Regions from separate parts of the Rattus norvegicus genome. Here all the other regions are linked to region 4. The links are chromatin contacts, called in public Hi-C maps. All regions are on one chromosome and are shown on one strand. Each heading gives the region's core, a stretch centred on a gene start, on an enhancer-like site or on the middle of the called end of the contact. The rest is flanking DNA. Distances are from core to core; before and after follow the strand shown.

Region 1 (3,197 bases), core at 338-2,837, 170 kb before region 4:
GAGCCTCCCCAGGGCTACACTCTAGGTGAACTGTGTACTGGGTGGGTGCACAGAAGTTTCCCAGATTATCTTCGGGGGTCTTCAGGTGTTCACGATAGTCACGACCCTGTGCCTGCTTCGACTCATGGTGTGACCGCACCTTGTGTCCTCGGGGCCTTCCCTAGCCCCTCTTCAGACTTCTGAATGTATAGTGAGTGGGGTTGGTTGGGACTTGGGGATGGGGAGGGACTGAGGACAAGTCAATCAAGTCCTGCCCAGCCTCTAGCAGTCTTCTGAGAGGGTAGGTGTCTGCTGACCTGTTTGTTGTGGCTTCTCTCCTCCCAAGGGACTCTGCCCCTCCGCCTTACCCTGGCCCCTGCCCATCTTCAGCAATACTCACCTCTTACAACTCTTAGGGTGGTTTGGAGGAAATCAGTCCTGAACTATGTCCTGCAGGCAGGACTGCTGAGCCTTCTTTCTGAGGGTTCTTCCCACACCCTCAGTGGAGTCTAGGTTCCTATCCACTCATCTTGGGGTGCTCCACAGGTGTCACTGCAGTGGCACTTAGGAAGCCACTGTGAGAACCTGGACCCTGTGCTTTGTGAGTGTTGTAAGCACTCGCCAAGCTGGCCAGCCTCCTGCCTCTGGGAACTGGGGCCCTCCTGAGGCTACCCTCATGCTGTCAGCCCATTTAGCCCTAGAGCCACCAAATGGTAATGACAGCCACAAGGGTTTTGTAAACTCTCTGGTATTATTTTCCTCCATGTACAAATGTATATGTCTTGTCTCAATTTTTGTGCTTTAATAAAAAGATTTTCGGACAGCACTGGTCCTGATGTCTCTGGTGGACTTGGGAGGGCTATAGCCTACCAAAGTACAGGCTAAGGGCCTACTAAGATTGCTGAGGTGACAAGATCGATCGTTGGTGGCTGAACTGTGATAGATGACAGGCCACTCAACTCTAGGGCAGAACCCTTTCCAAGAGTGAAAGGTAGAAAGGAGGGCCCTGGCTGTGGCAACTTGACCTCTTCCAAAGGCATTTAAATTTTTTTAGCCAGGCATGTTGGTGCATACCGTTTAGTTCCAGCACTCACTCGAGAGGCAGAGGCCATCAGATCTCTTGAGTTCGAGGCCAGACTGATCTACAAAGTAAGTTCCAAGATAGCCAGGGCTACTCAGAGAAACCCTGTCTTCAAAAACCAAATAAACGAATGAATAAGCGCCTGAGTATGTGTGATGATCAGAGAACTTGCTGGAGTCTGTTCTCTCTCTTCACCCAGTGGGGCGATGGGATTTTCATGTCCACTGCTTCTGGTCTTGAAGGGCAGGGAGAAAGCCTGCTCCTTCTCCAGCCCCCTACGTGGGTGGTCTCTAGGAAGTGGAGTGCTGAGTGTTCCCATGTGATAGTGTCCGAAGTCCTCGACACACCTCTACAACCACTGAAGACTGTCTGAAACCTGCCTGGCAGTCCTTGGCAGAGGGTGTCACCCAGCCCGCGGCAGGCGGGGAGGAGCCTCAGAGGGGAGGTGTCGAGTCGCGCTTCCGGCGGGCAGCACTGGGGCTGTGTGGAGTCCCGCCTTGCCGCCCCTCGAGCGCCCCCAGCTTCGCTGCTGGCCGGAACCTGCACCCCAAACCAGGAAACACCTGGCGGCGGGCGCGGGATGGCTGGGTCCGGCTGGGGTCTCCCTCGGCTGGACGGTTTCATCCTTACCGAGCGCCTGGGCAGTGGCACGTACGCCACGGTGTACAAGGCCTACGCCAAGGTGGGTGTGGGCGGGTTGTGCCCGAAGTGTCCGGGCGCTGGGCACTCGGCTCCTGTGCCAGCCAACTCCCTGCAATCCCGGCTGGGTGACAGGCCAAGCTGTGCAGGAAAGGCGACCACCTTGAGAGCAGTAAGGCCAGCGGCTGCCTGGCACCAGGCGGATGGAGGAGGCGGGAGCTAACCGCCCCTTTTAGGTTTTAAAAAAACCACGCCAGTTTGGTCTGGAGGGGCGGGCGTGACCTAAGGGAACCTCGCTATCAGTGGTTGAAGAACCGGCTCGGCACGGAAGTTGCCTTAGGACTGGGAGGAGTCTAGGGTCAGACTCCCAGGAGGAAGCACCAGTTAGAATGCAGAGTGGCTAGCTCTTTAAATAGTGACACCCACCCCCGCGCCACTCTAGAAAGTGATGCCATAGGTTAGAAGCATGGCATTGGCACTTGCCATGCTGGGGTGGGAAGCCAGGATTCCAGAGATGCCTCATTGATTTGAGAAGTTGAAACTGGGAAATTTGGAGACCCGAGGAGAGTGGACAGACCCAGACAGGGAAAGGTTGCTGAGGGAACCAGAGCCCACTCCAGCCCGTGGGGTCGGCCCCTTCAAGACAGAGACCCCAAATTTCCTGTACCACAGAAGGCTACTCGGGAAGTGGTAGCCATAAAATGCGTGGCCAAGAAAAGTCTCAACAAGGCGTCAGTGGAAAACCTCCTGACTGAGATTGAGATCCTCAAGGGCATTCGGCACCCCCATATCGTGCAGCTGAAAGACTTCCAGGTCTGAGCCTGGGATGGGGTTCCCTCCAAAGGAGGCTGAGGAAGGGACACTGCCTAAAGCTGTCTCTTTACTTTCAACCACAGTGGGACAATGACAATATCTACCTCATCATGGAGTTCTGTGCAGGGGGTGACCTGTCTCGCTTCATCCATACCCGCAGGATTCTGCCTGAGAAGGTGGCCCGTGTTTTCATGCAGCAGTTGGGTAAAAAAGCCTGTGGCACACCCCATGCCCTCTTCTCCCCTATTCCAGAGCTTTGCAGTCTCCCATGTGTGTGTCTCTAGCGTTTGTGGGGAATTCAGACTTCCTCATGGTGAACATGATGTAAGAACCTTGTGGAATCTTCCAGGGCCCAGTAGGTGGAACCCAAGTGCTTTAGCAAGGGAGAATGCAAAGTCCAAAAGGGCTTAGGCTTTTCTGGAGGCTCCTTGAAGGGAAGACGATCTTATGAAGGGTGCAAAAAGCAGGCACCTGGGAACTCTTAGAGGTAGCTAGAGTCTTGTGCTTCCCTATATTCTGTAGAACAGCTCTACAGCTGTAAGGGATAGAGGGAGGCCTGGGGAGGGGAGAGGCGGGTAGGAAAGAGGCTCTAACTTATTTGCTCATGGCTGACTCCTCAGCTAGTGCCCTGCAGTTCCTGCATGAACGAAACATCTCTCACTTGGATCTGAAGCCGCAGAACATC
Region 2 (3,224 bases), core at 286-2,785, 220 kb before region 4:
TAACGACTGGATAGAGGCATGTGCAATTACATCCTTCTGTGACGTTTGTATACAAGGAGTAACTCAGCATTTTGTTTTCAACGTGAAAACTGAACAATAAACTGAGTTGTGTGTTTCTATAAGTAAACAATTCCAGGGCTGGAAAGATGACTCAGTGGTTAACAAACAACACTGACTGCTCTTCCGGAGGTCCTGAGTTCAATTCCCAGCATTCCAGATGAAAATTGGAATGGCTCACAACCACCTGCGATGGGTCTGATGCCCTCTCTGGTGTCTGAAGAGAGCTACAGTGTACTCATTCATATACATGAAATAAATCTTTAAAAATAAAAATTCCAACAGCTGGGAATGGTGGTGTTAACCTGCAGTTCCAGTACCTGGGAAACCAAAGCAGGTGAATTGTGCGTTCAAGGCCAGTCTGGGCTACATAGTGAGATTCTGTTTAAAAATAAAACAAGTCTAACAGTTAGTGTAGGGGTGGATTCATTAAGATAGCATAGACTCCATTAAGTTTGATTTTTTTCAAAAGCTTAACCCCAGACGCTTCCCTTTCTCCTATCCAGCATTTTTTGTTTGTCCCTGGGGATTTAGGTTGTACATTATTGACCTTTCCTTCGACAGTGTGTTAGCTGTGGAGCAGCCTCAAGATATTTGGCCGTTTCTACAAGGATCTGGAGCTTATTTCCAGCCAGACATAAACACATCCCTTGGGGGCCAGAAAAGTCAAGAGTTGACACAGCCTTGTGCCCTGCCACACACAGACTCAAGAGCACACTTCCACCCTGCTTTCTAGTGTTCGATTTATTTTTGTTACTGTGGGACCTTCGTTCTTTTAAAAGATGAGGATTTATAAACTCATGAACTCCGGCCTCCACCTCCCAAACCCTGGGTTTACAGGTGTCCACCATCATGCCTAGTTTCCCATTTTACTACCAAAAAGGGGGGTTGGGTGGGAGGAGAGATGGGGGACAGGGGAGAAGGCCTTTTGCATGCCAGGCATGGATTTTACCACTGGGCTATATATCCTTTCAGCCCCAAGGTTGTATTTAAGTGTGGAAATAGGCCTAAAGAGAGCCAGCTGTGGTCAAGGTCTCAGGCAAAAAACTCACAAAAAGAAAAAAACAAAACCCGTGGGATTTGAGTAGTATGTCATGGGTAAATCCTGACCCTCCCAGACCTGTTTTCTAGAGAAGGTCTCTGTAGCCCCTTCGTATGAGCCGGACCCTTCCTGTATCACCCCTAAAGAAACTCCTGCTGCGGCGAAAGAGGCCCACGACGCATCCAAAGAGCACTTGGGTCGGCACACCCCGCCACCCTACTAAATGTCATTTTACTTCGACTATAGACTGAACTGAGATCCTGCACATCAACAGGCTCAGACAGACTTCGAGTTTCAGAGTACCTGAAAAGCAGGACCTGGGCTGGCCAGCTCCTGACGGGTAGGGCGGAACCTTGGTGCTCTCTCCGCAGCAGGACGCCGGAAAGCGCCAAGGGAAGCCTGCGCCTGCGCGTCGCCATCTTTCTAAAGGAGTGTACGTCTTGTCATTTGTTCTTCCCCGCACCGGGCTGGCCACTGGCAAGGCGGGGCGGGGCCGGTCATGGCGACCGGGGAGCTCCGTGGGCATGTGGTGCGGATGTCCACGCAGGGGTCCCAGCCTGGTGCGGCTCCCGACAGCGTGGCAGGAGCTGCGGGGCTGCCCTCCAGACAGAGCGGCGACGCGGCCCTCCGGCTCGGGGAACGCCCGCTCCCCGCCACGGAGAAGCGTGGACCCTACTTGGTGACGCGCGCACCTTCCATTCAGGCTAAGCTGAGTGAGTGCCATGGGCTGCATGAGTGTCTTTGCTCGAGCGGTCTGCTGTGGCCTGGGGTTGGGCCCTAGAGCCTTGTGATCTTGTCCCCAGAAGGGAAGGGATTTAGGTGCAGCCCTCTCCTGCCCCTGAGAGCCTGGAAAGCAGCGGAATGGGGAAGACCGGGCTGACCCAAGACCCTTTAACTTCCAGAGAAACATCGGGACCATGCCAAGGCCGTCCTACGGAGAAAGGGCATGCTGGGTGCCTTGACGAACCGCCCCGATTCTTCAGGGAAAAGGTCTCAGTGGGCATTACTTCCTCTGTGTCAGCAGCTTGCAAAGAAGGCCTTATCCCTTCCTGCTTAGGAAACGGGGCGCTGTTTAAGGTTGCGCTAGCTAGCTTATCTGCTGGCACCTTAAGAATGAGAACTAGGAGGGATGGTGGTGGGAGGGAGAGTGAGAACCGGAACTACCTCTACTCTTTTAAAACTGTGCTAGTATCACAAAATAGGCTTTGTAATAGGGGAGTTCCATCAGTGCATAGATAGGATATTCATTAAAGGACGGGATAGTAGCTGGAGTCCCAGGAGCGAAGAGGGAGAACCCATGCAGTGTTTTTTGGAGGTTTTAAAAGCAGAATGGGAAGCTCTTCGAGCTCAGTAAGACCTCACATAGCTGTCTATAACTGTATGTTGAAACTCAAATGTGAAAGGATTTGCCTGGGATCCTCTGGTTAAATAAGGTAGAGATGCTGCTTTACCTGGTTCATGAAATGGAAGCTTTCCTAGGAGCTTTCAGTGTAGCAGAGTGGGCCAGAGAAGAATCTGAGGAGGCAGAGCCAGCTGTATAGAGCTGCAGGTCGGTCGTGGTGGCTGTGATGGGGTAGAAGGGAAGTCCAGAATGGCCCAATCAGTTCTTTCTGTGTAGGGGCTGGGCTCTGGCCTTCCCTGTGAAATGCCTGTGCTTTCTTCCCTATCCCGTCTCAGGTCAGTGAAGTTTAACAGGGGCTATACTGCTCTTAGCCAGAGTCCAGATGAAAACCTGGTGTCCCTTGACTCTGACAGGTGAGTGCTTGCCTAGGAAACAGTCAGGAGTGACTTACTAGCACAGTGGGTTGCTTGATGCCCTTGCCTGCTGCCTAATTCCCCCAAGGCCCTTCACATACATCCCAGAACTGTTCTCTTTGAGCGCTGTCCCTTCAGGGATGGCATGGCTGGAAGAGTTCCTGTCCTGTTGTGCTTGCACTTCTAGTGAGAATGACTGTTTCTGCTGGAATCGTCTGAGGGAACCATTGGTACTCCCTGGGACTCTGGGCTTGAGTTCTCTGGTCTTTGCTTCTCAAGTCTTCAGATCCCTTGCATGTCCTCCTTGCTGTTTGCAGCTGTGCTACATGTCCCTGAACTGATTGTCTTCCTCTTCTCCTAGTGATGGGGA
Region 3 (3,485 bases), core at 545-3,044, 160 kb after region 4:
AGAACCTGTGTGGTTGATCTTAGCTTACTCCTATATTAATTTGCCCATCCGCAGCATCCTCACATTGCAATACATACAATAAGGCAGCCATATTTGATAAATAGCTTTGGCCTGGATTATTCATTCAAGACATATTTCTTGCTAACCTGCTATGTTTCAGGTAAAGATCACCTATGGAAGGCAAACAAGACCGTCAGGGTCCATTTTTCCATGAAGATTATGATGACAACAAACAAAAGAATCTCACAAGCATTCAGCACCATTTTGAGAACACAAGAAGAGATAGGATTCCTGACATCTCCAGCAAACGGTTAAGACACAGTACTAAACAAAATTTAATGAAATAAAGCGTGGAGCTTAAGTGTCAGTACTCTAGTAGACAGAAAACTGGCTAAGAGGGTGGCCACTTAGGAATTCCTGAAAGAGGGGCTATATTTAAAAGTGGATGCATGGGATAGGGAAGAGGGACTTTGGGAACTGTGAAACTGCCTACCAGCATGCATACTTTATAAGAACAGGAGGGGGTAGTCATGTATGTGTAGTTTGCTTTTTCTGTCAAGCTATCCTACTCAGTTACTCCCCGAGTTCTGTCCTATGGTGGACTGTACAAGGATATAGCTTTTACACCTGTGTACACAGAATCAGTATTCAGCTTTTGTGAACTATCCCCCTAAGATTTATATATGTATTTACACTGTCATTGTCTTCAGACACACCAGAAGAGGGCACCGGATCCCATTACAGATGGCTGTGAGTCACTTGGTTGCTGGAAATTGAATTCAAGACCTTTGGAAGAGCACTTAGTGCTCTTAACCACTGAGCCATCTCTCCAGCCGGAACTTTATTTCTTAAAATTACATTTGTGTGTGTGTGTGTGTGTGTGTGTGTGTGTGGTCAGTTTTGGGGAGTCAGTTCAATCTTTCCACCACGTGGTTCCCAGGGGAACTGAAGTCCTCAGGTGTGAATGCAAGTGCCTTTACCTGCTGCCTTTACCACCTCACCAGTCCCTCAACTTCACAGTTTTAAAGTAGGTTTCTGGTTTTGGTTATCGTTTTCCTTAGTTTTCGAATTAATGTTCTGAGATCAATCAGTACTCTCTTGAGTTTAGCTAATTCTAACTTTTGTGTAAACACAATACAATTTGATCTTGCAGAAGTTTCTCAGTTCAGTCATGTAAAACCAGCAGTGTCTCAGTTCAGTGGAAATTCTCCTCCCCAAACAGATTCTATGAATGACTGTGTTATAAACCCCATTGTTGCATGTTCACGGTGGGCCAGAAACCCGACTTAATCACTCCTCTTACGGACTCAACTTTTGGAGCCCTGGTGCGCTGCCACAAGGTAGGTTCCCTGGGAGAAGGGAGCAAGAAGTACAGGAGACTGACTACGTGGGAGAAGTGCGTCTACATCGAAAGGGCCGCGGGGCTCCTGTCCACTTAGGAACCGGTCCCCCTCGGAGAAGGTCCGCCCTCTGGCCTACGGCCCACCCAAACGCGGGACAACCAACAAGCTTCAAAAATATCCCAGAGAGCGCGGGAATCATCGGACTATTGACTGCTTACGAAAACCCCACACCGAGTTTCCCTACCTCAGCTGGTACATTTTGTCTGACAGAAAACTACAACCTACTTGCTCCTAGGATCTCAAAGTGCTCGAACACACGCCTCCTAGGAACCGGAAGCATTACCACTAGCCACTGGACGGCCATTTATAAGGGGCGGGGCCTCAGTGAAAACTATAGCCCCCAGAATGCAGCGCGGGGCTTCCGGTTTCCGGCAAGAGGACCAGAGTGAGTGTTTACACCGGCGGCTTGCTGCGGCCGGGTTCCTTCCGCGGGACGGGTGAGGGCGCTGGGCCCCCTGGGCGCGCGGGGCTCTCGTGGGTCCGGAGTAGCTAACTGGTCCCACGAGAGAGGTGGGGTTGTCAACACTGTCCCTACTCACGACTAGGTATCTGTGACCTTGGGCCAAGTGACTTCAGCTTTCTGAGTCTTGATTCCTGATCTGTAAAATAAGGATAGTGATGCCAGTTTCAGGGGACAGTTACGAGGATCGAGATCGGTATACAAAAAGTCCAACTCTTTCCTCGCTTTAAACCTGTAGATGGATAGTACCTTGAAGTTGGCTGGGTCGCATCACAGCTTTTTCTTAGTCTTGTCTCTACCGCAAGAGACCTCTTCGGAAGAAATGGTGTCTATAACAAGGACTTGCTTTGTGATGCAAGGCTCTTGCACTCTTTTGAGTTATTAGATTTATTTTTGTGGGCATTCATATATGCCAGGCTTGGAACAGTGAATTAGAAAAGCTCTAGTCGGGGCTGGGGATTTAGCTCAGTGGTAGAGCGCTTACCTAGGAAGCGCAAGGCCCTGGGTTCGGTCCCCAGCTCCGAAAAAAAAGAACCAAAAAAAAAAAAAAAAAAGAAAAGCTCTAGTCTTGGCTTTCAAGGCTTTCAAGAAAGGGGGCGGAGGCGGGGGCGGGTCACAGGTGTGAGGGAAGCAGTGAGAAATTGCGAAGTAAATACGGTTTATAAGGAAAAAGGAGCGAAGAGAAGATAGCTTTTTAAGGCTGGCATCTGGTAATGAAGCTGGCTGACTTGTCCTCAAATCTGTTGATTTGTGTTGCTCTCTTACCTTGAGGGAAGAGGGAATGTGTGACCAAGAGAGGAAATATATGGGACAACTTTGTTATAAAGTATACTTACCTGTGTTGTTATAAAGGGGCAGGGCTGGGTCTGTTGAAGAAAGCTGGTAGGAGTAAGAATAAATGGTTTTGTAATCCAGGCTGTGGAGTTAACCTGATCATAGAGGTGTTTTGGAATCAATGAAGGCGGTCTAAGCTTCTAAGTTAGATCTGTGTTTTAACAATATGGCATTGGGTGGCGCTATAGATCTCTGATAGCGGGAGGCAAGAGAGGCAAGGGCTCCTTAAAGCATTGTAATAGCTAAATCAAAAGGTGAAGAACACCAGAAATCAGTGGGTAAAAGGGATAGGGTTGGATGATCTTGTTTGACCCTCACAACATTCCTATCCAATTGGTTGGCCTTTTGTGCCCACTTTAAAGGTGAAGAAACTGAGGCATAGAGAAATTCCTTGCTGTCCACCACTAGCCTCTTAACATTACACCCGTGCTTCTGTAGCGGTATTGCACTGACATTGTCTTTCCTTTATTCTTTGTCGCAGGGAGAGATGAGTAGGATGGTGGTTTGTCTTTTAACCGTTAATGCCTTACTGTTTTACAGGGAGAAAGAGAGAGCGAGAGAGAGAGAGGATGTCTCTCTCAGACTGGCACTTGGCAGTGAAGCTGGCTGACCAGCCACTTGCTCCCAAATCTATTCTTCAGTTGCCAGAGACAGAACTGGGAGAATATTCCCTCGGGGGCTATAGCATTTCGTTTCTAAAGCAGCTTATTGCTGGCAAGCTCCAGGAATCTGTTCCAGACCCGGAGCTGATAGGTGAGTCTCTGTTGGCTACAGCTGGGTTGCTGCTC
Region 4 (3,516 bases), core at 527-3,026:
ACATGAGTCTGGCACTGTTTTCACCCATATCCAACCCCTTCTCATTCTCTCCACCAGATGGCCAGGCATGAGAGCACAGCTTGTTTGCTTTCCAAGCCTTCAATCGCTCACACCCAACCTCCTAGTAGTGCGTAGTCCTAGGCTTGCCCGGCCAAGCACCTTTTAAACAAATCCATCAAGGCTGCTCCATCTCACCAGCACAGTCCAAAGATGAAATAGGTACTTGTGTATGAGCAGGATAGGGAGGCAATTTATCTAAACCTCTGGGAGCCTCTGGGAACCCTAAGAAAGACACTGCCATCTATCTTCCCACTAACAACCCACCATCTGAAAAGTCTAGGGAACCAGAAATCCTTGGTGATAAACACTATATAAAATCAGAAGACTTGTTTTCACAATCATCTGAATGTTCCCACCCCCACCCCCATTATCTTATGGCAGGTGCTCAAGCTATGGTCTGAAAGCAGTATGTCACGTCTCACTAATTGACCCAAAAGACATCCTACTGGCCAGGGCACACATCTTCCCAAAAGGCAAATGGTCCTGCCCATCTTCACCAGGCAGACGGAGCACTCTAAGCAGGAATCCTATCTGGAGAATGTGGTAATGTGATCTAATCTACAGCAGGCCAAAATTTTCCTTCTGAGACCTAGATAGATTCTATGACCACATATGTCTACTTGAGTGGAAAGTCACAGCTTCAGAGTTGAAAGTCAACCTGATCCACAGCACTACCACCTCACTGTTTGCCTTTGGGCAAGTTATTAAACCATTTTGAGCTTCGGCCTCCTCTTGAAACAAGGGAACAATAATCTCTTACAGGCTCCGTAAGAATTAAATATGTCTGCCCTATAAAGTAAAAGCCTAGCACAGGTTTGGGCCACAAGAAGTACTAAAGACAGCCTTTCATTAGCACTGAGAAGATGCCGGCTAACACTCAGGGATATGCTGAATGCCTTAATTTATAATTCCTTCCTTCCAAGAGACCGGGTAGGAAGTTTTGGCAGGAAACCTTGAACTTGATCCCAGTGCTGCCACTTACTGGCCCTGTGGCCTTATACAAGTCACTCTAGACCTCAGTTGTCATGCCTGAAAAATAAAGATAACACCTTTTAGATGGGCAAAGATGGCCAAGTATTTTGGCCATGAAGTACCACACATAGGCAGTAATAGAGATCATCTCCCTTGCAACGCATCCAAGGCAGGTGAAAAATGGGAAATACCAGGTGGCCCACGTCATGCTCCCAGCCAGGTCTTTTGAGCCTATTTCTCGAAAATTCCCTGGTTTCCTGAGACCTCAGCAGAAAAGCTATTTTAAAACTTAAGGACCACAATTATGCTTTGGGAAGCTCTGCTCTGCACAGTAAAGAAAAAGGTAATGTGACCAATGAAACTAAGCTAAAGATGCCAGCTTTTCTCTGAGCACAGGCCTCTCTGGCTTCTCATTTGCTGTTCCTGGCTAGAGAACCGGGCTAACAAGAAGAGCAGCCAGCCAGGTCAGCGGCTGCCCTCCCGGATTCCTGCCACCCAAGCGACCCATGGTTATTTTTGGCTGGCAGTGCCCCACCACTGCAACCTCAAACCTGCCACCTCGCAAGCTGCGGCTGCCACCGGGCAAAACGCTCCTCCTTTTCAAGGGCACGGAGGAGGGAAACTGGAAAGCCGCCAACTCCGCCTTGATGGGGGCTAGACTCAGGCAATTCCCACCCAAGCATCAGGGAGCCCGCACCCGGAACTAAAGCATAGAGGCTCCCGACCGGACCGAGGAGCAGCCTGGACATTTGTACTCCTGGCTTAGTGTGGCCCATTCTCCGGAATGAAGCGGTCCCATCATAACAAAACACCGAGGGGGCCGGTGGCCCGCACTCAAGTCCCTTCCTTCCTCCCGGAACCCAGGGATCTTAGAGTCCCGTTCCCCGTAACCGCCAAGGGAAGACCCGGCGACCAAAGGGATGGCCAGCCTGGGCCAGAATCAAACTCCAGGCGGCGCGCGAAGGAGGTCTGCGGGCTATGCCTCGAGCTCGGGATAGGGAAAGCCTTTTCCAGGATAGCTTAGATCGGACACGACCCCAGCCTGAGGGCCGGCTCGGAGCCCAAAGTGGATCCTCCCAGCCGGCTCCGAGGCAGCTGGAGCTCCGCCTCCAACACCGCGGGAACCAGAAAAGGGGTCTGCAATGACCGCCCTCCGGGAGAGAAGCGGCGGGTCAGGGGTGAGAGGTCGGGACCGCGGCCTGACGTGGGCCGAAGAGGGAAACAGGTACACACCGAGACCCGACCGAGTGCCAAGGTACCCGTACCAGCTTGGCTGTCCCCACTGACTGACCCCAGCTGCCCGGCCGTGGGCCCAGGCCCACACTCACCGTCTCCCAGGCTCCGGCTGCGGCTAGGCCCCACTCCCCACTCCGAGCGCCTCTTCCGCTTCCGGCTCTGGCCTCCGCCCGTGGCAGCACCGCCCCCTCGCGTGACGCAGCCGTCGGCGGCCCGGGCTCGACCCGGCCCAGAGGCCTGGCCGCTCTAGCCGCCAACTCGCAGACTCTGGGGGACTGGCTTGCCCCGCCAGGGTCCGGGCCGCAACGCTGGAGGTCTCTTCCGGGAGGTCCGGGGAGCATCCTCGGGCGGCGGCCTGCCCCTCTCCGTGTAGTGGTGCACGTAGGCCCCCGAGGTCGCATCTGTGCGCGGCCACGACCGCGGTCTGAGGCCAGCTCTAGGCCTAAAGGAGGAACCCACCGGACTGCCAGGCTGGGGCCGCTTCCCCGCCGCGGCCCGGCGATGCTCGCCAGCCTCTTCCTGCGCGAGGAGAGGACCGGCATTGTTCTCCCGGGACCCGGGAGGGCGCTAGAGACGAAGGCGGTCGGTGCGCCCGGGCAGGGGAAGGCGGGCTCGACTCCGCTTGCGCGCAAGAAGCAAACGACACATTCTGCTCTCGGCTTGTGCGGGTTTTTTGAAAGTCTTGGCGCCACGCCCCAGCTTGCTGGAGCTTGAGCAGCCTCCGGGAAGATCCCCACGAGCCTCGGCGGTGGGGTATGACGGAGAAGACGTCCCCTTCCCTTGAACACAGCGTCTTGCTTGTCAATCACCACGGTTGCTGGGTTAGGAAACCCGCGCCACACAAAAGCCCCGTGTCGCGCCGAGCTCCCGCTCTGCCACTCGAATCACTCGGCCAGTCCTTTTGCTGAGGCATCGGACTTGAGGCACCCAGTCTAGACCCCTCCCACCTACTGTCCAACGCTTTGTCGTGACAGGATCATGAGGTCTTATTTTTTCAGAAGAGAATACAAGTCGCGGTCCTTTGGTAGGGCCTCGCTTTGACAGCGTCCCCGCCCCCGCGCGTTGCGCAGCCAAGCGGGCGGGTGCGGCGCCTAATTGCCCCACGCCACGCGATGTCCGCGAGGCTGCGGCGGCCAGCCAGGGCGGGGCATCCCTTTAGGATCTTGCTGACTCAGCGGGGCAGCCAGGGTTTCCCAGGTGCCCCCTCCCTGTAAAGGATGCTCGCCCACCAGGTGCTGTCGCTCCTGA

What was found. Hi-C and Micro-C count contacts between places; a contact is called where the count stands out from the background.
Region 1: a contact with region 4 is called in a Hi-C map of the A7r5 cell line, with 3 times the contacts expected there. The contact joins the promoter of Ulk3 here to the promoter of Clk3 in region 4. A contact is called at or near these places in 3 of 12 Hi-C or Micro-C datasets (the A7r5 cell line, kidney and liver).
Region 2: a Hi-C map of kidney shows a contact between it and region 4, with 2.7 times the contacts expected there. The contact joins the promoter of Fam219b here to the promoter of Clk3 in region 4. A contact is called at or near these places in 6 of 12 Hi-C or Micro-C datasets (Schwann cells, frontal cortex, hepatocytes and 3 more).
Region 3: a contact with region 4 is called in a Hi-C map of the A7r5 cell line, with 3 times the contacts expected there. The contact joins the promoter of Ubl7 here to the promoter of Clk3 in region 4. A contact is called at or near these places in 5 of 12 Hi-C or Micro-C datasets (the A7r5 cell line, Schwann cells, frontal cortex and 2 more) and 1 of 1 datasets of contacts at active chromatin or transcription factors (oligodendrocytes).

Annotation. Positions count from the first base shown.
Region 1 is chr8:66,887,347-66,890,543 of GRCr8, forward strand. It overlaps Ulk3 (unc-51 like kinase 3), which reads left to right and starts at 1,588. Exons shown (of 16, transcript NM_001271135.1): 1 at 1,588-1,742; 2 at 2,372-2,512; 3 at 2,596-2,716; 4 at 3,133-3,197. The coding sequence starts at 1,641. It overlaps Scamp2 (secretory carrier membrane protein 2), which reads left to right. Exons shown (of 9, transcript NM_023955.1): 9 at 1-805.
Region 2 is chr8:66,835,695-66,838,918 of GRCr8, forward strand. It overlaps Fam219b (family with sequence similarity 219, member B), which reads left to right and starts at 1,536. Exons shown (of 5, transcript NM_001401179.1): 1 at 1,536-1,812; 2 at 2,002-2,089; 3 at 2,777-2,854; 4 at 3,216-3,224. The coding sequence starts at 1,599.
Region 3 is chr8:67,215,374-67,218,858 of GRCr8, forward strand. Ubl7 (ubiquitin-like 7) reads left to right here and starts at 1,795. Exons shown (of 11, transcript NM_001413519.1): 1 at 1,795-1,840; 2 at 3,238-3,450. The coding sequence starts at 3,267.
Region 4 is chr8:67,059,873-67,063,388 of GRCr8, forward strand. It overlaps Clk3 (CDC-like kinase 3), which reads right to left and starts at 1,777. Exons shown (of 13, transcript NM_134340.2): 1 at 1,730-1,777.